6 separate regions of the Mus musculus genome follow, and regions 2, 3, 4, 5 and 6 are each linked to region 1. The links are chromatin contacts, called in public HiChIP or PLAC-seq and promoter capture Hi-C maps. All regions are on one chromosome and are shown on one strand. Each heading gives the region's core, a stretch centred on a gene start, on an enhancer-like site or on the middle of the called end of the contact. The rest is flanking DNA. Distances are from core to core; before and after follow the strand shown. Region 1 holds the start of Arl14ep (ADP-ribosylation factor-like 14 effector protein). Region 2 overlaps Dcdc5 (doublecortin domain containing 5). Region 3 has its middle 210 kb from the start of Gm39903. Region 4 has its middle 25 kb from the start of Gm46755. Region 5 has its middle 190 kb from the start of Gm39903. Region 6 has its middle 32 kb from the start of Gm39904.

Region 1 (2,700 bases), core at 62-2,561:
CTTCCCTTAAGGTCTAATCCAATGGGGCAGGTCAGGGTCTGGCTGGGAGACATCTACTAGGAAGGTAGGTTCAGCTTAAGAGCAAGTTTTCCCTTCCCAGACTCCTTCCAATGCCCCATTCAGTCCTAAGAGCAGAGCCTTGGTTAGGTTTGGCTGACCTCAATGGGTCTGACCTGCTTTCTGAGGCACGACAAAAAAACTGTGTAACTATTTATTGTTCCATCTTTTTCCTTCAGGTGCTGGCCAGAGCTCTCTAACTTAGCATTAGACTTCCTCCTCTTTGCGGAAGTTCCACCTCTCACCCCAAGGCTGTCTGCCACTGAGGCCGGTCATATTTATACTCTACATCTTCCTCTTTGGGACAACTTAAAGATTAACAAATTGCCTGCTCTTGGGTTTTCTTTTTAAAATTCTAATAAGTTGTCCTTGAGTTGTTCTGTTTTAGTTTATTCTTTTATTAATAAAACTAAGATCCCCAGGAAGGAACCCAAATTCCTAGGTTATCATATGTTGACTCTGCAGGGACACCCAAAAATTTCAGGTAATGCTGTCCTCCTTTTTAATCCTTGAGCTGACAAAGAGAACCGAACCCAGTCCTGCACTTCTAGATGACATCACTGGAGGTGGAGTTGATCCAAACACACCATATGTGTCAAATTCTCAAAACCAAGAAAACGTTATATTCATAGCCGCGTGGACTACCTATAGAGTTCTAGGGTCCAGCCTCAACTACCTGGCTGCAACCTTGTCCCAAAATTAAAACAAAAACTCACGCACCTCAAAACAACAATGATTACACCTCTTCTCTCCACCCCCAAAATGTAAAGGTTAATTTCCTGTGGTGTACCTTTTACTCAAAGATCTAGACTTTTTTTTTTTTTTTACAATATATAATAGAGAGAGCGTTTTAGAATATGTTTAGTTGGAATGGATCAAAAAATAAAATGTGAGACTTTAAATAAAAGGTCCATTCCTTGAGTTGCATTTAACTCTCCTCCAGGATTAGGGCTATCTAGGTGCGTTTGTTTGGTGTCCTGCACAGAACAGATTTGCAAACGAAGTAAAGGAAACCTGTGTTTGCTAAGGGCCTCCAAGAGCCTCCCAATTCCCCAACCTCAGGAGAGGATACAAGTTCCCCAAGGCGGGCGAGCAACTGAAGCAACTCTTGCGTTGGATTGAGTCATCCCCCCTTGTCCCCCGCACCCAGCCCTTCCTCCTCCGGAGGCCTCCGGGCTGGCTTCCGCTCTAGGCTCCTCCTGGTTCCTCTCCATGGTACAAGCGGTCTCTCTAGCCGCCCTCGCCGTCCTCTCGGTTTCTGCGCGGGGCCGGCGGTGGTGTGGAAAGCCGAGCTTGGCCTGTGCAGAGACGGTGCTTCCGGAGCCCAGCGGAGACCCGTGGCAGCTCAGGTGGACCGGGCCGGGTCGGGCCGTAGGGCTGTGAGTGGACTCTACCGATGGCACTTGAATGTGGGAGGCCGCGGTGAACCGGGAGGAGTGTTGGGAGGGGAGGCTTGTACGGCGGAAGGGGCTTGTAGCAGCCTGGCACCCGGCTCTACCCTGCACACAGTAGGTCCGCCACTGCATCAGATTGCAGGGTTTTATTTGAACCAGGGCCTCGCCACTGCTGAGCTTCATCCTCAGCTTCTTTGTGAGGACTCACTCGTGCCAAATGTCCTAAACTACCCTCCAACTCATCAAGCCCCTCCTGAGTAGCTCAGATTACAGAAACGAGTAACCAGGCCTGGGGCTTTTAAGTTTTGTTGTTTTGTTTTGTTTTTTGAGACAGTTTCTCTGTGTAGTCTTGGCTGACTTGGAATTCTCTATGTGGACGAGGCTAACCTAGAACTCACAGAGATCCGCCTGCCTCTGCCTCCCAAGTCTAACTTTAAAAACATTTTGTTTTATTACTTTATTTTGTATGGATGGATGTCTTGCCAGTATGTATGTGCCAGCAGTGCGTGGCTGGAGCCCCGACAGATCAGAACAGGGCGTCGGATTACCTTGAAACTGGAGTTACAGGATAGTCTGAGCCACCGGCGTGGGTGCTGGGAATTAACTTGGGTCTTCTGGAACCATCTCTCCAGACCGTCTTTAAAATTCACAATCTTCGCAGTTCTAACCGTGTGATATTTAGTTACGCACTTTGGTGGGTTGAGGGTTTCATTTGTTTCGTTTTGTTTTAAATTTTTTTCTACCCTAGTGCTGTTGATTATGTCTGATGAGTTGAGGCATTGGCAGAGAGTAGGGGCATTAATGAGTGAATCCCACGCGGGGTTGTGGTGGGGATCATTGCAGAGAAGTGGGATCCGATCACATCGATTTCAAGGAGAGTCTGCCATTTGGGACTCTAGGAATTTCTGACCTTGTGTTTATTCAAAAAATTTCTAAAGAGTAAAGTGTCAGAATTTGCTAATTAGAGAAGCCTTGGCTGTTGAGGGAATCCGGTAGTGCCTTGCCTTTGGAGCTTTGCATATAATGCACTAACAAGTAGCAGAGTATGGTGTTGCTGTAAAGCAGAAAGACTGGAAGTTTACTCTTTTACATAGGTTGATGGAAACCTCCGAGGTGAAGGAGGAATTAGTGATGCTTGAAGAATTGATACGAACAAGTGGGGTATACAGATGACTGGATCCCATGGTGGCTGGAGAATATGTGACCCCCGAGCCACCATACTCTGAGGAGGTTTTGCTGACTTGACCTG
Region 2 (2,700 bases), core at 111-2,610, 620 kb after region 1:
GTAGAAAGAGTGTATCACATCACATACCAAGACCCTGCTCAGGATGAGCTGAAGGGTAAAGAGCCTCCCCTTCCCTCTAGTCCCAGATGCTTTGATCAGTATCACAAGACAAAAATGTACATGCTGGCACACACAGTAGCAAATCAAAGTAAAAATGTTAAGGAATGTACTTGTACCAGCATGAGGGAGTCCAAGGCCAGACAGACTCCACCAACAGAAATCCCTTGCACATTTTACCTGTGTTTCTTTGGGGGCTGCACATTTTCAAAGAGCTCTTTCTCTGCTTTCTTTGGAAGACTGCCATCAGCAGCAAGGTTGTACGAAGGGTCCTGCCAAGCATACTTGAGCGTCCTGCGACAGGCTTCCATGCGGAGGTGGGCTCTTGCATGAGAATCTCTGTTAAGATGCGGGAGCAAGGTCAAGGCTAAGAATGCTGATGTGTGTTCACGGGGTCTCCATGTGCAGCCTGACCACAGCCTACAGGATACTGGTGCTTCTGTAAATCACATTTTCACAGGGGTGTCTAGATTTGGAAAGCCATTCCTCACTAGTACACAATTTAGATCTTTTAGTAGAGGCCTACAAATAAAATTCCTCAATCATATAATAAACAACATGCATTTTTGCTATTTTGGTTTTGAAAAGCGGATCCATATATTATATTGAAAAGTTATATTAAGACCATTAAACAATTTCAACAATTCATAATGAACATGAAATGACACTCCTAATACCAGGGTAAAGTAGGTCATAGTTCTGCCAGAAGCAGTATAGTCCAGATGACTGAGTGGCATGTGTTATAGATGTTAAAAAATCTTATTCTCAGCAGAGGAATCTAAAGTGACTTAAAGCACAGCTGCACACGTGCTTTTTAATTGAGAAAATTACATGGAAACTCTAGAATATAATAGTGATAGTTTAGATGCTTAAGACACAGATGGGTGAGGTAGCGCACACTGTTCAGACCCACGGATTCTAAGCTCCAGGTTGCTGTTAGAAAAGCCTTGCTTTGAGTGGGACTTGGAAGCAGCATTATAAAGACTGTTTTGCCAAGGGTGGGATAAACACACAGGCAAAGCAGCAAGTGTACCTCAGGCCCAGCAAGCTACTGGGTAAATAGTGTTCCTTCTCTGGGGAATACTGTAGGCACTTGAGTGGTGGTGATAATTTGATGTAACTGCGAGCATTATGAAATGAGCAGAGTCTTCCAGGGCAACTCTGCTGCTAACACATGTGGCTGTGCACTTATCAGGGGCCAGGGCCAGCGCTGCTTATGGATATAAGATTGGAGTGTAGCCAAGGCCTCCTGAGCACAGGCAGCTTCCCACGCCACCTATTCCCAGTGGTTGAAAATACACCAGTGCCATCTTGTGTTGGAAATAGAAAGCACAGCCCTGTCACCCTCACCCTACTTGCAATTAATTCACCAGCCTTTGATATTCCTGGTAAGTCAAATGTAGTCAAGTCAGTTTTTAAGGAGCCTTTAAAAAATTATCTTGTTTAAATAATTAACTAACCAAATTGCTAATTTATCAGCTGCATCTCCATTAGTTACACATTCCTTTAATCAATATTTATCTAGCTTCTACTGTATGCGAGGTATAGAATTCTTTGTGTGGGGTACAGCAATAAACAGGACAATGATGCTCACATTGTGTTGGTAAGAAGAAAGATAATAGACAAGGACATGAGTGGCCACAGCTAGTGCTCCCCCACCCCCATGGAAGAACACAGCATACGGCAGGGAGAGTCACTGCCATGGGATCTGCTGTATTCTGAGACCTCTCAGAAGCTACACTAAAACAGAGGCCTGGGAAGAAATCCCCTAGACGAGGCAGAACACTCTAGTCAGAACCAAAGGCAAACAAGCAAAGGAGCAAATGGAGAATTCACCTGACTCACTGGAGGGAGAGTAAGATGCTGATGTGACAGGGTGAGTGGTTAGGGAGGAAGGGCCACACAGGGCTCAGAAGTCACAAAGGGACAATCTCTGCAATGTTGAGAAAATGAGAAGGCCATTCCCAAAGTCTGTGCTCTGAGTTTGCCTCCCATCAGCAGGGATGGGACCAGTGCCCAGGCTCACCCAGATCCTAACAGGCTTTGCCACCCATCTCCCCACAGAGCCCAGTGATGAAAACGGCTCATCCTTTAGCCCTGAAATCATACATACAAGTAGCATATGGATCAAGCAAGTTATACTTAGGGACATCCATGTACATACATATGCTCTTGTGATAGTGAAAACAGAAAGAGGCCCTGGGTTTGAAGGAGAGTAAGGAGGGACATTTGGGAGAGCCTGAATGAAGGAAAGGGAAGGGGGTAATGACGTAATTAAATTATAATCTCATTAGAAAAGAAAGAAGGATCTCTTGTGGATTTATGTCCTCAGAGTGTGCTCCACGGATGTCCTTCCTTAAGTCACCTCAAGCCGCCCTTGCTAGGTCCTCTATATATACAGACTGAAGGACTCCAGAGAAACTGCACGGTGACTTCTAACATAGAGTTTTCCCAGCAAAGACACACTACCAGCCGAGAAGGAAGAACATAAGAGAGGACATGGGACATGGAACATAAGTGAAGGACATGGGACATGGAAGCCAAGGAGGTGGGAACAAGGTGGTTAGACTAGAGCAGAAGAGCATTAAAAGGGCAATAAGGGAGGGGCAAACAAGAGTAACAGATGAAAGTATGGAAAGTCTG
Region 3 (2,700 bases), core at 118-2,617, 550 kb before region 1:
CAGAAAATAATTTGTTTTCCCCTTAAGTTACTTTTGTTACATGCTTTATCACAGGGATGAAAATAAAATAAAACAAAAAAACGAAAAACAAACAAACAAAAAACCCAACTAATACAGAATATTGATGGTAAGGAGTGAGACTGTTGTTGGGATCAACTGGGCCATGCAGTTTTACAGGCCACTGGACACTGTAGAATAATGAGTAGTACTTCTTGTCTCTACATGTTAGATGATGACAACCTAAGATATCTCCCAACAGTGACACATGTCCACTACTACAAAACTGCTCCTGTTGAAAGGCACCACTTTCCTACGGCAAAAAGTGTATTTCATTCTTTTGCAAGACAAACCAGTCCCCTAAAAGAATGGCCACTCTATCAGACAGTTTCCACATTGGAGAGGTTAAATTTGATTGTGTTGGGATAATTGCATATGCTTGATATGGAATATTTCTTGGCATCAGGTCTGCCATTATGACTTGCACATGTGTGAATTGTACAGTATCAGTATTCAATAAAATGTAATGGCAGTCACCATTTTCTGTGATGAAGAGTATACACAGCCTCTAGAGCAGCTGCATCCAGGAGATGAAACTGACATCATGTGAACACTTCCCTCAGTTTTCATGAATACTTTAGTATGAACTCCATTCTTGTTCAGACTTTCTCAGTGAGATTATTGCCAAGTTTCTAAACTTACATCTTTCATCCTTAAGATATATTCTCTATTTTTCAATGTTTCATTTTTAAGTCTGACACTTACAGGTCTGATTTGAATTTCAGATCCAACTTGTGATGAACTTCGATAAAGGATGATAAACCCACCCATTAGATGAAACACGATTACATAAACAAATATTAAAATTAATAGAAATGATTTTTTTTCTGAAGTCCATTTGGAATTAGCACTGCCAAAAATTTTAAATGTGGCAGTGAGGTTGAATGTAGAAATTAGCACTGATCTGTACAGGCAATCTTCCTAATATGATACATGAGTTTTATACCTCCTTTACAGAAGCAAGCAGCCAAAGCTGGCCTCCCCAGCTTCCTCAGAGTCCCAAGACCTCTCATTAAGAAATATTAGTCACAAAACCTAAAAGAATCAATAATACTGAGAAACTGAAACAGCATATAATTCATCCCCTTGGAAACTTTTCAAAAATATCACCTCGTTGATGCAGCGGAGGATTTCTTTGCCTACTATAAATTAGAGGGAGAAAAAGAAGCAAAAAAAGGCAGAGGGAGAAAATCTGAGCTGCCTGACAATTACCCTGCGTGCATCACTCACTGCAATCACACCCACACTCCTGTGCCAGCACTCCGGCAACCAAAGGCAAGCAAGCTCACAGCACCCTCACCCACCCTCACACACACCTACTACCTCAGAGTCGGCCCACCAGGCTGACAATCACACTGGCAACTGAGCACCTCCAAAGCCTTCTTCCCCCACATTATTTCCTAGGTTACCAGCTCCTTAACACCAAAGGGCTTACTGAACTGGCAAGAAAATGCCCCAGAGACACACAGCAAAGCCCAACAGCACAGAAAATGTAATCTTGGTACATACATAAAATTATTTTAACAGTCTTTCAGAGAAGATAGGCTGCAGGCAAGGCCTCATCTACATTAACTCTCTTTCAGCCCCTCTTCCCAAGGTATAGCAAGATCTCAATATCTAATTTGAGATGACTAAGCTTGAGCCATGTTTGTGTGTGCCTGAACTAACAGACAAACCTAACGCAGTTATCACTAGGAGAGATGAGCAGTGTATGAGGAGGAGGAGAATGGAGTGGGTGCCAGGAATTCCAAAGAGCAGTCCTCCCTCGGGGAGCTGGGTGCCAGGCTCTGTGGGATGGGCAGGAGACAAAAATAGCCTTCTCCTGCATCTCTGTGGGGCCAGTGGTGGGTGGGCAGCTGGATCTCTCTGTGACCCAGTTAGAGGAAACCTTTCTGAGAGCTGGAGCTGGCCTCGTGTACAATGAGAGTAATAATAACTGACAAGATGGTTTCCTCGCTGTTTAATGATGACAACAATATTTAATTTATCCCTGAGAATGGTGTAGTAAGGGTTAAACAAAACTCCACGTTCAGAAGACATTGTTTGGTCTGTGGCTTATCGTAAAGTTCAGTAAATATTATCTCATAATAGAAGTTTGGCTGAATAATGAAACTAATGCAGAACTGCATCCCACACCTTACAAGGCACTTACCTGTCTATTTTAAACTACATCACCCCCAGACTTTGATTGCCCTAGTTTTATGGTTTCACAGTGTTCAAATAGAGTTCATCTTATAATCTGAGTGCACACTCCTTAGCTCTATGTCTGATGAAGTTTCAAAAGTAGCCTGTTGCTACTGCTGACCTTTGCACTTGTTTAACACAGACATACACTTGGTCTTCCAGAGTCCTTGACACAGTCTGTGCAATATGCAGATGGGCGTGTGTCATTTTTACTTTGTTGATAAGAGAACAGAGCTTAAAGGATTTAAATGATATCTATAACTAAACAATTAGGAATAGGCAAAAAAGCTTCCATGCGGGTTAGGATTCTGAGGAGGAGGCTCATTTACTTTGCCATAGGCAGTATGTGCTTGTGTAATTGGGTGTACACACACACACACACACACACACACACACACACACACACAGAGAGAGAGAGAGAGAGAGAGAGAGAGAGAGAGAATCCATGACAGTAGCAGC
Region 4 (2,700 bases), core at 15-2,514, 520 kb after region 1:
ATTTAATGCTATCAACAATCCATCGGAGAAGTATTCTTTTAGCCTGCTTGCATAGACAAGGAAACTAACATAATAAAGCAAATGAGTAATTGTTCAGAACTACTCAGCTCCAAGTGACCCCAGACTCCATGCTCTTAACTTCTGCATGATCTTAAGAGAAAAGTCCCATGGTCGCTGAGGGGTTGGTGTGAAAGTGAAGATCCAAAGGAAGTAGAACAGATGCTGTACAAGAATCATAAGCCCTTTGAGAACTCCCAAGGTCATCCCAGGATTAAGGATGAGACGGCTTATAATGGGTTGGTCCACTGGCCTGTGAGGTGAGGGCTTGATCCATGCAAATGTAAACAATTAAAAAGGAAAGCCAATTTCAACAGATCTCTGGATGCTCCTCTATTTTAAAAACTCAAAGAGGATACACAAGAGGCTGGCCAAGCCAGTCAGACAGGTTTTGATTTTGTCTGTCTGAACAGTACAGAGAAGATAAAACTTCACATTATTGAACTCGGTTGGTTCATCATAGCTTCTCAGTCTTTTGGCTAAGATCCAGTGTAAACTTGGTTCATTTACATAACACATGCTACTTGGCTTTTTTTTTTTTTTAAGGAGCGGAAAATCTACATAATGGGCATTTTTCTCTTTATTAATTCTCTAAGCTTGGCACTTCATTTACTTTTCACTTACCACAATGGGAAGTCTTTAAATGAAAATGGTGCCCATCAAAGGTAAGAAGTTAAGGCTTGTCACAGAGGAAATGAGACAGTCTAATCAAGGCATTTAATCCTGATCAGGACATCCTGGGTCCTTGGGTCCCTGCCATTTCCCCCTCTTGCCTTTTGTTAGTGATCCACCAAGTGAGTGCTCCTAAAATTCTATTTTATTGACGATCCCTTATCCACACCTACAATCTCCGACTTTCCCAGACGGTTTGATTTTTGTATCTCAAAATAGAAACTGGCTCTGAGGGCTGGGTGTGGGAAAGGCAAAGGTGAACTAAGACTTCTTTAAGACATGCTTGGGCCTTATATCAAGGGTTATTTTGTTCACTCAAGGTTCCTTGCTCTTTGTCCTGAACATGCACTTTGCATCTATAGTCTCTCTCTGAGAATTATCCTCGTAACTAACTACAGGAGGCAGCCAAACTGAGTGTCTGGCATATGTCCCAAGTATTTACAAAGAGAAATCATGTGACCTGAGAAAGATGTGCTTCGTTTAGGTGGCATTGTGCTGAGCCAAACCAGAGCCAAGAGGAGGGAAGAGTCTCAAAGTGAGAAAGGCGCTTTTACAGAGGCTCAGATTGAAACAAAGAAGGCTTTTGGAGTGTCACATCAAGAGCCATGGAATGGTGCCCAGGGCTCCCAAATACTAATTTACTTTTCAGATTGTTTGGGCTTTAATTAGGGAAGCCTTGCCCAAAAGGATTAAAAATCTTGAACTTTGAGAAAGAACGATTTTGCAAGGGCAAGTGGGAAGAAGGCTGAGCTGATGCAGACGACAAAGCAGCCCAGAGCTCGTGTAGTCAAAGATTAGAACTGGAAGCCCTAAAGAGGAGCTGGTAGCTTCATCTACAAGAGACGTTCAGACTAACACTCCATTCAAGTGTGAAAACAACCATCATGAAGAAACATCCTTCTGTGGTTTTAATCTTTCTGTATTAATCAAGAATCTGTGGCCCACATCACCCCTGACTTAAATATTCTAAAGTATCTAAAGTCTAAGCTTTTTTGGATCTAAATTCTATTCATGGGAAAACTCCCAGGCACATTTTACAGCTGTGCCCATGCACTTCCTCTCTCCGAAGAGCTCTCTGAATCTGTGAATGGTTGACCCCGTGTTCTACTGAATCTACTTTCAGACACCTGGGCACATTGTGTTGCAATCATTTTGTAACATGACTGCAAAAGAATGCAAAGAGAAGAAGTGGTGGCTTGGATGAGGATGGGCCCAGAGGCTCAAATGTTTGAAAACTTGGTTCCCAGTTGGGAGAATTGTTTGGGAAGAACTAGGAGGTGTTGGACAAGGCCTGTCACTGTGGATGGGCTTTGAGGTTTCAACAGACTACTGAAATTCCCAGTTTGCTCTTTCTGTGTTCAAGCTGTGAACTCTCAGCTACTGTTCCACATGTCTTGTTGTCTGCTGTCATGCTCTCTTCCATGGCAGCCACTCTCTGAAGCTGTAAGCCCCAAGTAAATGCTTTCTGTCGTAAGTCACCTTGGTCATAATTTTATCACAGCAATAGAAAAGTAATTAAGATAGTATACACACACACACACACATATCCATATATATCCATATATGTGTGTGTGTGTATGTTTTAAGTGATATTAATATTTTAAAGCACCACTGTACTAACCAAATCATTTATGAAACCATTGCTAATAACAAACCATTCTTGATTATTTATACATTCTTTTGTCTACTTAACTTGTAGAAGTAATGAAGAAATTTTATATTTATTATAATCTTGGTTTTCTTTCCAACATATTTGGATCCTAAATAACATACTATGCAATATGTTTGTTTTGAACTTAATATATGTTTCTCTTAAATATTCATCATTTGTATTGATGAATGAATTATGCATTCTCAATGGGGGAGATAGCACCCTCAGGGGGGTGAAAATTAGTTTGAAAACATGGAAAATTATATCCCATTAAGTTTTGTATGTATATGTATATATAGAGAGATATAAAATCAGTTTAT
Region 5 (2,855 bases), core at 224-2,723, 570 kb before region 1:
AAAATGGAAAAAAAAATGTTCCTGCCATTACTTATCCTTCTAAAATACCGAAAGAACAAATGCATTCCAGGATTTTGATCATCCATCTTGTGTTTTCTTCTTCCCAGGTACTTTGCTTGATCTTTATTATTTGAACTTTCTTCCCCTGTATCCACGTGCCAATTTTATATTTTGCTATTTAAAGCATATGTTAAATTCTTTGCTTTACTTATACTAGAGAATGACATGATGTTGACTTGGACATATTTTTTAACCTTTCAAAATGTCAATCAAAATAATAGGAAATAGTAACATCAAACTTTGATAAAAATAATACTTATAAATTATATGAAAATAGAATTTGCCCGCATGCATATAAAACCAGTTGGAAAAATAAAATAGAAGTTTAACTAAGTAGAAAAATATATACCCTGGATCAATCTGTAGTTAATTGTCCTAGAGGTGGTGCACATGTTCCACCATGCTCAGTCTGTCTTTGCCCACCTTCTTCATTGTCCATATTGTCCATAGAGTGTCCATAGTGTGTCCATAGTGTGAGGTTGGCATTCTTATACTTTCCTCATGGAAGGCACTCAGAGGTACTGTTTCAGTACAGTTTCATGTTTACTCTTAAGCAGAAATCAAAGTAATAGAAAGAAGTGCAGACATGGTCCAAAATTTATTTTCAAATCTCTGAAATCTTTTTTTTTTTTTTGCTTATTTGTTTGTTTGTTTGTTTGCTTGCTTGTTTTTAGACAGAACATCACTTGTTGTGGTTAGTTTATAGAGAAGATAAGAAAAGTAGTTTTCAAAACAGATGGAGAATGAGTTTGTTAATAGGAAAGGTAATTGAGCATATCTGCTTCAATAACAAAGACATAATCCCAATCTCTGTGTTCAAGAATAAGGTACTATTACCTACCTATCATTAGTATTATTGCTAAATATATTTATCCAAGTAAATGGGAGAGCATATTATATTCAGGTAAGTGCTATCATAAAGGGTTCTGTATTGGGTTTTTTCCTATTGTTCATGTGCCTGTAAGTGATATTATTTAGGGTGGAATATCATTACTGTTTTAACAGAAAGAACATTAATGCTTAATGAGGACTCTTTTCCAATATCTCAGAGCTAGTAAATGTTTAAACTTATATTCTAATTAAAGCCCATTTTAGTTTATAATTCTAAATCAGCCTATTCTGTCACTTGGTGATGCATTCTGTTTTCTTTCCCAAACATGGTGACAATATGAACACTATATTATTTTATACTATAATTTTGAGGCTTAACTCAAATGCTTGATCATCGATCTCTTGAGCAATCTAAGCTGTAAGATGTGAGGATGAGCTATCACAAAGCTACTTAGGAAGAATATGAGATTGAAACACCAGCAGAAGATTCAAAGGAACATTTGTAACAGGCGTATGACTCATTTGGAGCCTGCTTCACAGCACATACAGCCCCCGCATGCTCAGTACCTTAGAACTGCACAATGCACTCCTACTTCTTTTCCCTGAGATCTGCAGGCTTCTTATGCCAATAAGAGATCTACAGGAGGACCAAATATGCTGTGCAGATGAGTCTCATGCTTAACACGTTGGCACTTCTATACCTCATACCTCTGAGTGCTTCTAGGATTCTAGAAGTCATTTACAAGGTGGAATCATTCCTTTCTAGGGTTAGATATATACATGGATTCACATGTCTTACCTGGTGAGGCTCTCTTAGAAGGATTTCAATATTTATTTCAAGATATCTATACTTATGGGCGTTTGTTTTCTAACTATTATATAAAAGATTTCAGACCAAAATTAACCAGAACCTTTACTGTTACCATCTGAAAACACTTTAAGTGTATTAAAGGTGACAAATGATCTGAAAGGTACATTGAGAAAGAGAAGTGTTGGACAACTCTGTAGTAACCGATGGGTATGAATAAAGATCAGATTTAATGATTGGAGTAGAATTGAATGACAAAGGGTGAGCAGACATAAGTAGTTGGAGACAGATATAAGATCAGGAAGATCCACATGATGCTACTATCTCTGAAGCTGCTGGAAAACTGAAAAATGAACATCACAGGACATGTTGAGAGGCTATGAGCAACTTTAACCCTTATAGGTGTCTTCACCTAGACGTTATCAGTCTCATGACTGATATTTTAAAAAAATATCTTCACAATTATACAATGAAAGGAAGTAATCATCATATCTAGTATTTATTCAAATAACTGCTTTATTTAGTGCTCATAGACTTATTCTACAACATTGGGAAGAGAGTGATTGAGAAGAGGTGGCTGATACATTTTAGTAAGAAAATCCAATAATAAATGAGTAAGAACCCAAAACTGTAAGCTTCATATTACATTAAATGGCATAAGTAAGATAGAAATGTCAGAGATAAAGAATGTGAGAATGAGGATATACACCAAAGAAAGAGCTTCTATTACCAAGCAACCTTCTAGCTAAGACAAGAAGGAACAAAGGACTAAACCATGTGAAGATTTTCATAGAGATGTCCCAAATACAGAACCAGAAATGCACAGATCAGAACCAAGAAATGGGAACTTATCAGGAATTATAAAGTGTTTAATGATCAAAGGAGACACTCTTCCAAAGGCCATGCCTAGCCTGTATCTATTCCTCTCGCTGCTCACTTTTAATTCATGTCCGTGAAAACTATGTATATAACTATGTATATCAGCACTGCTTTTACAAAGTCCTCAGATAATTAGTCACTACCTCACCATTCCAAATTTTAAAAGGACTCTGTCTGACCCAGAGTAAGCAAGCTGCCCAACTTCGTTATGATTATTGGTGACTAGTTGAGAGGCCAGGCCTTCTGGTAGCATCATGAAGAAGAGAAGGGAAAAGCC
Region 6 (2,700 bases), core at 39-2,538, 980 kb before region 1:
TAGAACATCTTTAAGATTGGTTATCTGAGTCTGAAGCTCTCTCTTAGTTCGAAGTAATCGCTGAACGGACGGAGAACCCAGTGATATGGGATGAGCGGTAGGGGGAATGGGGGCAAGTAAGGAGGGGGGGTGGGTTTAAAGGGCTCCACGGCAACATAGGCACCGGGTCCCAGACCATAGCAGTCCCATTCATAATTGAAAGCCTCTTAATCAAGTTCTTCCTCAGAGGAGGGATCAAGGGAGTCATTTGACAATTCTTTATATAAAATTGGATAAATTCTCTTGGGTTTTGTTGAGGGCTGAAGAGCACTCTTTTCTCCTGAGGCAGACTTTGCCTGGGAGGGAGGGGAATATGGAGGGAATCTTTAGGAATAGGGTCGTTAATTATTGGCCGAGATGCTGGAGGCATCAGCGGTTTGATTTCACTTTTACAGGACAGTGAATGGGAGTTTTATAAAAACTTCAGTAAGGGCTAAGAGGGAGGCGCCTTCTGCGCCCTCTTCTGCCTGTTTAAGGAGATCTCTGACACGATTCCCCAATAGCTAAAAAAGAACTCAGGGACATCTTCTCCTTGTTTTATTAAACTATTGATTTCTTTGCCTATTTTATTCCAGGTTAAAGGGTGTATTTCAGGGCCACTCAGTATCAGCCACGGACATCTTTCGTCCACAAAACAAACAAAATAAAAAATATTAAATCCTTTATCTTAACTCCAATCCCTCTCTCCTTAAGAGACCCCTTCATCTCTTGAATAAAAACTGCCTCTTTGGACAGAACCTTCCCCATGGTAGATGGGACAACAACTGAATGCCCAGGCTTACCTCTCGAGACCTTGACACTGGAGCAAAGTGGCAGAAAACTGACTCACTGTCTGTGTGGTACCTCTCGAATCCATTGTCCAGAAGGTGGTCGTACCTCGTGCCCCATGTCTGGCGCCACTTGACCTGTCCAGCAGATCCAGTTATTCGAGGGTCTCGAGGGGATCTTCTAAGAACCAAATGGGGGGAGGGAGAGACGGACACCAAGTGCAGGAACGACACAGAAGCAGTGTGAGTAGCATCAAGGTGTCACTGTATTCAGCAAGGCTCAAGGCTTAAATGCACAAGCAAAAGAGGAAGTACTTCTCTGCAGGAAGGATGGGGCAGCAGAAAATTTTCTTTTGGCAGCTACACGGGGAAGCAGGAACTTGGTGGTATCAGGGTGTGGTCAGGACATCTGGCACTGACCTAGGGCTGGAACATTCTGTGGTTGTTCTCGGAACGGTGCATCTGTGGCCTGCTTCTGACCCCCCTTTTCTTCTCGGAGGGAGAGGCCCAATTTGGAGATCAAGACAATAGAGTTGTACAAGCCTGCAATCCCACCAACAATGGAGGAGTGTTCCTCTTTCTCCACATCCTCGCCAGCATCTGCTGTCACCTGAATTTTTGATCTTAGACATTCTGACTGGTGTGAGGTGGAATCTCAGGGTTGTTTTGATTTGCATTTCCCTGATGATTAAGGATGTTGAACATTTTTTCAGGTGCTTCTCTGCCATTCGGTATTCCTCAGGTGAGAATTCTTTGTTCAGTTCTGAGCCCCATTTTTTAAGGGGGTTATTTGATTTTCTGAGGTCCACCTTCTTGAGTTCTTTATATATGTTGGATATTAGTCCCCTATCTGATTTAGGATAGGTAAAGATCCTTTCCCAATCTGTTGGTGGTCTCTTTGTCTTATTGACGGTGTCTTTTGCCTTGCAGAAACTTTGGAGTTTCATTAGGTCCCATTTGTCAATTCTCGATCTTACAGCACAAGCCATTGCTGTTCTGTTCAGGAATTTTTCCCATGTGCCCATATCTTCAAGGCTTTTCCCCACTTTCTCCTCTATAAGTTTCAGTGTCTCTGGTTTTATGTGAAGTTCTTTGATCCATTTAGATTTGACCTTAGTACAAGGAGATAAATATGGATCGATTCGCATTCTTCTACATGATAACAACCAGTTGTGCCAGCACCAATTGTTGAAAATGCTGTCTTTCTTCCACTGGATGGTTTTGGCTCCCTTGTCGAAGATCAAGTGACCATAGGTGTGTGGGTTCATTTCTGGGTCTTCAATTCTATTCCATTGGTCTACTTGTCTGTCTCTATACCAGTACCATGCAGTTTTTATCACAATTGCTCTGTAGTAAAGCTTTAGGTCAGGCGTGGTGATTCCACCAGAAGTTCTTTTATCCTTGAGAAGACTTTTTGCTATCCTAGGTTTTTTGTTATTCCAGATGAATTTGCAAATCGCTCCTTCTAATTCGTTGAAGAATTGAGTTGGAATTTTGATGGGGATTGCATTGAATCTGTAGATTGCTTTTGGCAAGATAGCCATTTTTACAATGTTGATCCTGCCAATCCATGAGCATGGGAGATCTTTCCATCTTCTGAGATCTTCTTTAATTTCTTTCTTCAGAGACTTGAAGTTTTTATCATACAGATCTTTCACTTCCTTAGTTAGAGTCACGCCAAGATATTTTATATTATTTGTGACTATTGAGAAGGGTGTTGTTTCCCTAATTTCTAATATCCTAAATCAGATAGGGGACTAATATCCAACATATATAAAGAACTCAAGAAGGTGGACTTCAGAAAATCAAATAACCCCATTAAAAAATGGGGCTCAGAACTGAACAAAGAATTCTCACCTGAGGAATACCGAATGGCAGAGAAGCACCTGAAAAA

The links. Promoter capture Hi-C pulls out the DNA fragments that hold promoters and counts their contacts. HiChIP or PLAC-seq counts read pairs in DNA pulled down with a chosen protein or histone mark.
Region 2: a contact with region 1 is called in a promoter capture Hi-C map of Sertoli cells, with 8 times the contacts expected there. The contact joins the enhancer-like site here to the promoter of Arl14ep in region 1. A contact is called at or near these places in 25 of 39 promoter capture datasets (the 3T3-L1 cell line, 3T3-L1-derived adipocytes, the C10 cell line and 14 more), 1 of 15 datasets of contacts at CTCF or cohesin (embryonic stem cells), 30 of 484 Hi-C or Micro-C datasets (the HPC-7 cell line, LSK cells, the N1E-115 cell line and 14 more), 26 of 115 datasets of contacts at active chromatin or transcription factors (T-cell acute lymphoblastic leukemia, bone marrow-derived macrophages, cardiomyocytes and 12 more) and 2 of 9 other capture datasets (embryonic stem cells and pancreatic islet).
Region 3: a contact with region 1 is called in a promoter capture Hi-C map of hippocampal neurons, with 4 times the contacts expected there. The contact joins the enhancer-like site here to the promoter of Arl14ep in region 1. A contact is called at or near these places in 4 of 39 promoter capture datasets (the 3T3-L1 cell line, 3T3-L1-derived adipocytes and hippocampal neurons), 2 of 484 Hi-C or Micro-C datasets (cerebral cortex and cortical neurons) and 2 of 115 datasets of contacts at active chromatin or transcription factors (the NIH/3T3 cell line and embryonic fibroblasts).
Region 4: an H3K4me3 HiChIP or PLAC-seq map of stem cell-derived neural progenitor cells shows a contact between it and region 1, with 13 read pairs. The contact joins the enhancer-like site here to the promoter of Arl14ep in region 1. A contact is called at or near these places in 15 of 39 promoter capture datasets (the 3T3-L1 cell line, the C10 cell line, the HPC-7 cell line and 7 more), 2 of 484 Hi-C or Micro-C datasets (liver and nephron progenitors), 18 of 115 datasets of contacts at active chromatin or transcription factors (the 230-238 cell line, T-cell acute lymphoblastic leukemia, differentiating embryonic stem cells and 7 more) and 1 of 9 other capture datasets (adipose tissue).
Region 5: a contact with region 1 is called in a promoter capture Hi-C map of hippocampal neurons, with 4 times the contacts expected there. The contact joins the enhancer-like site here to the promoter of Arl14ep in region 1. A contact is called at or near these places in 4 of 39 promoter capture datasets (the 3T3-L1 cell line, the C10 cell line and hippocampal neurons) and 1 of 484 Hi-C or Micro-C datasets (the G1E-ER4 cell line).
Region 6: an H3K4me3 HiChIP or PLAC-seq map of the 230-238 cell line shows a contact between it and region 1, with 11 read pairs. The contact joins the enhancer-like site here to the promoter of Arl14ep in region 1. A contact is called at or near these places in 2 of 39 promoter capture datasets (the C10 cell line and hippocampal neurons) and 3 of 115 datasets of contacts at active chromatin or transcription factors (the 230-238 cell line and embryonic stem cells).

The regions. Positions count from the first base shown.
Region 1 is chr2:106,973,008-106,975,707 of GRCm38.p6, reverse strand. Arl14ep (ADP-ribosylation factor-like 14 effector protein) reads left to right here and starts at 1,311. Exons shown (of 5, transcript NM_001025102.2): 1 at 1,311-1,436.
Region 2 is chr2:106,354,726-106,357,425 of GRCm38.p6, reverse strand. It overlaps Dcdc5 (doublecortin domain containing 5), which reads right to left. Exons shown (of 24, transcript NM_177844.2): 12 at 238-396. Among named protein-coding and RNA genes, the nearest start is that of Gm36036, 54 kb to the left of the region's middle. Within about 2 kb of position 1,360, at least 17 of the 459 cell types and tissues checked have an H3K27ac peak or open chromatin away from gene starts, as enhancers often do. A contact at or near this core is called in Sertoli cells, embryonic heart and embryonic limb bud, where this site is marked.
Region 3 is chr2:107,518,633-107,521,332 of GRCm38.p6, reverse strand. No RefSeq gene overlaps it. Among named protein-coding and RNA genes, the nearest start is that of Gm39903, 210 kb to the left of the region's middle. Within about 2 kb of position 1,367, at least 39 of the 459 cell types and tissues checked have an H3K27ac peak or open chromatin away from gene starts, as enhancers often do. A contact at or near this core is called in cerebral cortex, cortical neurons and hippocampal neurons, where this site is marked.
Region 4 is chr2:106,453,310-106,456,009 of GRCm38.p6, reverse strand. No RefSeq gene overlaps it. Among named protein-coding and RNA genes, the nearest start is that of Gm46755, 25 kb to the right of the region's middle. Within about 2 kb of position 1,264, at least 16 of the 459 cell types and tissues checked have an H3K27ac peak or open chromatin away from gene starts, as enhancers often do. A contact at or near this core is called in neural progenitor cells and stem cell-derived neural progenitor cells, where this site is marked.
Region 5 is chr2:107,541,954-107,544,808 of GRCm38.p6, reverse strand. No RefSeq gene overlaps it. Among named protein-coding and RNA genes, the nearest start is that of Gm39903, 190 kb to the left of the region's middle. Within about 2 kb of position 1,473, at least 12 of the 459 cell types and tissues checked have an H3K27ac peak or open chromatin away from gene starts, as enhancers often do. A contact at or near this core is called in hippocampal neurons, where this site is marked.
Region 6 is chr2:107,954,394-107,957,093 of GRCm38.p6, reverse strand. No RefSeq gene overlaps it. Among named protein-coding and RNA genes, the nearest start is that of Gm39904, 32 kb to the right of the region's middle. Within about 2 kb of position 1,288, at least 14 of the 459 cell types and tissues checked have an H3K27ac peak or open chromatin away from gene starts, as enhancers often do. A contact at or near this core is called in the 230-238 cell line, where this site is marked.